2 separate regions of the Sus scrofa genome follow, and region 2 is linked to region 1. A link is a contact called in public Hi-C data. All regions are on one chromosome and are shown on one strand. Each heading gives the region's core, a stretch centred on a gene start, on an enhancer-like site or on the middle of the called end of the contact. The rest is flanking DNA. Distances are from core to core; before and after follow the strand shown. Region 1 holds the start of HPX (hemopexin). Region 2 holds the start of SMPD1 (sphingomyelin phosphodiesterase).

The links. A called contact is a pair of places that touch in the nucleus more often than the background predicts.
Region 2: a contact with region 1 is called in a Hi-C map of liver, with 2.0 times the contacts expected there. The contact joins the promoter of SMPD1 here to the promoter of HPX in region 1. A contact is called at or near these places in 1 of 5 promoter capture datasets (liver), 10 of 47 Hi-C or Micro-C datasets (alveolar macrophages, embryonic fibroblasts, fetal heart ventricle and 5 more) and 2 of 2 datasets of contacts at active chromatin or transcription factors (alveolar macrophages and skeletal muscle).

The regions. Positions count from the first base shown.
Region 1 is chr9:3,286,690-3,289,608 of Sscrofa11.1, reverse strand. HPX (hemopexin) reads right to left here and starts at 1,321. Exons shown (of 11, transcript NM_213953.2): 1 at 1,212-1,321; 2 at 997-1,061; 3 at 839-910; 4 at 280-401. The coding sequence starts at 1,294.
Region 2 is chr9:3,327,122-3,329,821 of Sscrofa11.1, reverse strand. It overlaps SMPD1 (sphingomyelin phosphodiesterase), which reads left to right and starts at 1,329. Exons shown (of 6, transcript XM_021062347.1): 1 at 1,329-1,786. The coding sequence starts at 1,487.

The sequences.
Region 1 (2,919 bases), core at 72-2,571:
GGAGCCATGGAAGCAAAGGAAGAAAGTCCCAGAAGGGAGAGGACGGTCACCGGCGTGAGGAGAGGCAGAGAGGCGTGGCCGAAGGTCAGGGCTGACGAGCAGCCACTGGGGGCTGTGCTGCCCACGTGCACACACGTGCCCTTAGTCTGAGCTCTTCCAGGAAAGGCAGGCACAGGGGGAGGAACCCTGGAACCTCTCGGGGAGGGCCCCATGCCAGGGCCACCCGGGGGAGGGTCCGGAGTGTGGACTCTGAGCTTCCTGACCTTGGCCCGGTCATACCTGGATGAGAAAGACTCTGTCGTGACCACGGCGGAAGGCGGCGTCCACGGAGCTGGGGGCGTTTTTCCACCTCTCTGAGATTAACCCCCGGGTCCAGTTTTGACCCGCCCACACAGACGGCCCTGCAAAACACGCCTGCTGAGGGACCCAGAACAAGCTTTTGGCCCCTGAGATGGTGACAACGAGGCCGTGGGCGATGCCCTCAGGGGATCCCTAGGGTCTCGCACAGAGGGACGCACCCTCAGTGAAGGGGCCAAGTCTGAGTCCCAAATGCCACCCCCAGCCCCTCCTGCCTTTCTTTTCTTTTTAGGGCCACACCCGTGGCATATGGAGGGTCCCAGACTAAGGGTCTAATCGGAGCTGTGCCAGAACCAATCTGTGTCTGTGATCTACACCACAGCTCACGGCAACACCGGATCCCTAATCCGCTGAGCGAGGCCAGGGATCGAAGCTGCCCGTCCTCATGGATGCTCATCAGATTCATTTCTGCGGCACCGCAAAGGGAACTCCCCAGTCGCGTTCTTGACACACTGAGCCAGGCCAGGACCTCCCCTCCTACCTTTAAAAAACAGCATAGCCCCGTGCTCATCCAGGGTGCTGGCGTCGAAGCCCCAGCCATCCGAGCAGCGTTCTGAGGAGGTGGAGAGACAGCGAGTCAAAGGCCAGTCAGGTGATCAGTCACAGCCGGACAGATAGACGCAGGGAGCCGGGCCTCACCGGTCACGTCTGGGTCCGGCTTGGACTCATTCCTGCCTTCAGCTCCGTGCTTAGGGCCAGCAGTCCTAGGGAGAAGACACACAGGTGGGGGGGTCCACAGGGCCCCATCCCTCTCTCTTAGCTCCTGACCCCAAAGTGACCCTGGCCCTAAAATCTGTCCCTGTCCCACTGGAGCCTGGGCCCCAGTCCTCCTTCACTGCCCCAGCCTCACTCACAGAGAAAGAGGGTGGGCGATGGCCAGAGAGCAGCAGAGCCCCAACAGCCACGGTGCCCCCACTGTTCCCAGCGCCCGAGCCATGATGAGCTGGGGGGGCCACAGGTCAGCGCTGGGCCCCGGCTGAACGCCCTATATAGAGGTGGCGGCAGCACCGCCCCCGCCCATGCCTGCTGGGGGGGACCTCCCGGGACTGTGCCAATGTTGGCTGATTACGTCAGTGCAAATAAGGTCAGGGTCCGGACAGGAATCCGAGCCCAAGACTGGCTCTTCCCGGTAGGAGACCCCATCCCCCTCCGGTGACTTTTGAGCAGGGACCAGCCCAGCCGTTAATGTCCAACCATGACCCTCACCACCATGGCGCTGGGTCCTGGTGGCAGGAAGGTCAGGTCAGGGAAGGGGGAAGATGGACTGATTAACGTTTTCTGAGGTTACCTCGATGGTGCCGGAGAGCCGAGGAAACTCAAATGTTTGAGTGTCTGCGAGCCTTGAGACACTCGTACATACATGAACTTAAAAACCACACGCACAGACACACATGTGAGAAATGCTCAGAGAACTGGGGGGGTTTTGGTCTTTTTAGGGCTGCACCACAGCCACAGCAATGTGGGATCCAAGCTGCATCTGTGACCTACAACACGGCTCACGGCAACGCCAGATCCGTAACCCACTGAGCGAGGCCAGGGATCGAACCTGCACCCTCGTGGATACTAGTCAGATTCGTTTACACTGAACCACCACGGGAACTCCGAGAACAGCCTTTTCCAAGCTCCACCAAGGGCCTTTCTGGGGCGCCCCCACGCCTCTTCAGCTTTTCCTTGGGCGATCAGGAATACTGCACTGCTGTCGAATGCCCACGTCTCACCCTCGCCCCCAGCCCCACTGGCAGAGAGCTTTGCAAAGATCACCTGGGAGGGAAGGGCTGACAGTGGTGGGGCAGGAAGAGGGGTCCCTCTTCCAGAGAGACCCGCGGCCAAGGAGACCTTCATAGCTGCCACCCCAAGGGAACAGTGCTTTGTGTACCCATCACAGAGTCAACAGAACGGTGCTGGGGTTTCACAATGTTGACAGCTGCTGACTCCTGCTTACACCTGCTCTTGTCGCCAAAGCCTTTCTTGGCCCTCCCTCAGCCAGCTCAGGCGCTCCTCGGCTCCTTTGCGTTACCTCAGAAAACGTGAAATCATTTCATCTGTCTGCTTAGGCTTTTGCCTATGCTTCCTCATGCTTTTTTCCTTTGTCTGTCTTTTGGTTTTTTCTTTTTTTGGCCCCACCCATGGCCTATGGAAGCTCCCCAGCCAGGGACTGAATCTGAGCCACAGCTGCAGCCACCTCGGATCCCCAACCCAGTGCCTGGGCCAGGGCTTGAACCCTTACCACCACAGATCCAACGCTGCAGTGGGAACTCCTCTTTAAAAAAAAATATTCACTGATTTTTTTCCATTAGAGCTGGTTTATAGTGTTCTGTCAGTTTTCTACTGTGCAGCAAAGTGACCTAGTCACACATACATATATACATTCTTTTTCTCACATTATCACGCTCCATCATAAGTGACTAGATAGAGTTCCCAGTGCTATACGGCAGGAGCTCATTGCTTATCCTCTCCAAAGGCAATAGTTTGCATTTCCTAACCCCAGATTCCCAGTCCGCCCACTCCCTCCCCCCTCAGCAACCTCAAGTCCCTATTCTCCAAGTCAGTGAGTTTCTTTCC
Region 2 (2,700 bases), core at 80-2,579, 40 kb before region 1:
CCATATGCCGTGGGTGTGGCCCTACAAAGACAAACACAAAACAAAACAAAACAAGCCCCAGGTTGCCACCCATACTTAAGCTCTAGGGCTATGATCCTCTACTCGGGTTTGATAATTTGCTAGAAAAGCTCCCAGAACTCAGGAAAACACCTTTCACTTACACATCCTGGATGGTGCAAAAGGTACAGCCCAGGAATGAAACCAAGGGCAGGGCCCTGGGGGCTCCTGGGCACCAAAGCCTTCCTGGGCCCCTCATTTCTTATTTGTAGGAAAGAGGCCTCATGCAGCCTCCAGGGCTGCTCACGAGTTCTTTCCCGGTGACCAGCCCCATCCTGAGGTCCTTTAGGGGCCCCCACCCTAAGTTACCTTATTAGCATAAATTCAGGTGTGATTGGAAGCGCTCTCTATAACCAGACACTGCTCTCACTCAGGAAATCCAAAGGGTTTTAGGAGTCCTGTGCCAGGAACTGGCGACCAAACCAAATGCCTTTCCTATGATACCCTGGTACTCCATCTGAAACGATGCCCACACAACGGAGGGGGAAGAGTCACTTGGAAAAAAAATTCTCAACGAAAAGAACCGACAGGACCGGAGAATGGAGGTGAGAATGGTATTACACACGTCTTAGTATTGTTAGAACGGAGGATTCATAATTATAAAATGCCTGTTCCCGAGCCTGTCACCTCCTGCAGAGCTCGGGAAATAATAGCTTTTACCGGCATGGCTGCGGGAGGGTGGGAGGCCCAAGTTGTAATCCTCGTCCTTGCTGGCTGCAGGGTCCACACCTCTTCTTGGCCACTTCATCTCCTCTGGGCCTCAGTTTTCTCATCCACACAATGAGGGGTAGGGGTGCCCCCCTGCGAATAAAGGGTCCTTTCTAACTGGAGGCTCTGAGTCAGTAAGATCATCAGTCAGGGTGCGGGTACCAGTGGCAGAACTAGAGAAATTGAGGGCTGGTGGTGCCCGCCAGGACAGAGGGCCGACAAGGTGTGAGAGTCCCTGCCCGCGGTGCCCCCGCCACCCAGCCCCTCCCCCGCCTCCATCCCCCACCCATCTCCCTCCCAAAGTTTAAAGCCGGGTGGGCCTGGCAGTCAGCTATCAGAGGGATCCGAAGAACGCAGCTCTGGAGAAGCGAGGCGCCTAGGGGCCTTGGAGGGGCCTCTCGCCGGCCAGGCTGGGCTCCAGCCAGGGCTGGGCACCTGCCGGGGCCTGGCACAGCTGGACCGCCCGGGGTCAGGGCGAGGGCGGGAGCGGGACCGCGGGCGGGGTCCGGGCGGGTCGGGCGCGGCCGGCCCACTTCGCCTCCACCTCCGCCTCCCCGACACCGCGATCAGCTGCTGCGGACGGAGGAAGAGGAAGGGGCGGAGCGGCGTTGTGGCTCAGCTCCGAGCAGTCAGCCGACCGCGCCGCCTGGGATCCGGAGAGCCAACCAGGGCCCGCACCGGCCGGGGCCGGGCTGGTTCGTCGGGTCTAGGAAGCCCGGCAATGCCCCGCCACCGAGGGCCTCCCGGCCAGGGCCGCCCCAGGTGGGGCTGGGAGCAGAGACTGGACAGCTTCTTGCGGGTCCCCAGCCTAAGGCTCCTGAGTATGGGCTTGGCACTGACCCTGGCCCTGTCTGACCCCCTGGTTTTCTGGGCTCCTGCTGGGGCTCATCCTCTTCCCGCCCAAGGCCACCCCGCCAAGTTCAGTCGCATAGCGCCCCAGCTCCGGAAAGCCTTTGGCTGGTGGAACCTCAGCTGTCCCGTCTGCAAAGGCCTGTTCACTGCCCTCGACCTCGGGCTAAAGGTAAGCGCTCTGGGGGCTGCCGGCAGGGGAGGGGGGCGCGGGGCGGGGCGCCGGATGGAGGGGCGCGCTGGAGCGGGGGCTGGGCTAAGACCTAGCCTAAGAGCAACCGCGATGGAGAGGCTGTGGTCCGCAAACCTTTACCTAATCTGCCCTCCTCTGGGGACACCCGTGGCTGCAAGCCACCACTGCCACCTCCTCTGTGACCTTGTGAAGTGAGGAAAGAGTTCAGGCTGGGCACGGTGCTAGCCCTTTTATGGAGGTTAAATCAAGCCTGCAGGCTGGTTTCCTTACCATTCTTCACCCCATTTCACAAATGAATAGAGGTCCTGAGCTGAAGTCACTTGCTGGAGGAAGGACCAGGAGGAGGGCCAGCAGCTGGTGAGGGGTAGGGCCAGGGCTCTGACCCTGGTGTGCCTGACCCAGTGCCCTCCACCTTAGCTTTAGCACCTGCAGCCCTAAGCAAGGTGCCTGGGACTAAGGTGCCACCAAGACCCTCCGACTCAAAAAGGACTTGAATTAAGGACGATCCAGAGGTGTGGGACCTGATGGGGCTGGGCTGCCTTGACCCTGATGGGGCTGTGATGAGCGCTGGTTGGTAGGTCAGCTTTCTGGGGCTCCTCAGGGAGACAAGGCCCTGTCCCTGTGTGTGTCCCCAAGCTCTGGACAGTCGTCATCCTGCCCACCCCAAATTTCATGGCACTTGAGACAGGGACTGAGAAAGCCAGCGGGCAGGAAAAGACCTGAAATGCCACCGAGCTAAAATGCCACTGGCCTGGTGATGCCCGAGTCACAGGGCAAGGTCTGCTTCACCATGGTGATACCGAATCCATCCTAGCCCCAGTTTGGAGGAGGGGGCCCCAGGGTGGAATCGAGGGGCGGCCAGGTCCCCGGGCTGTCTCTGACCGCTCACCCCC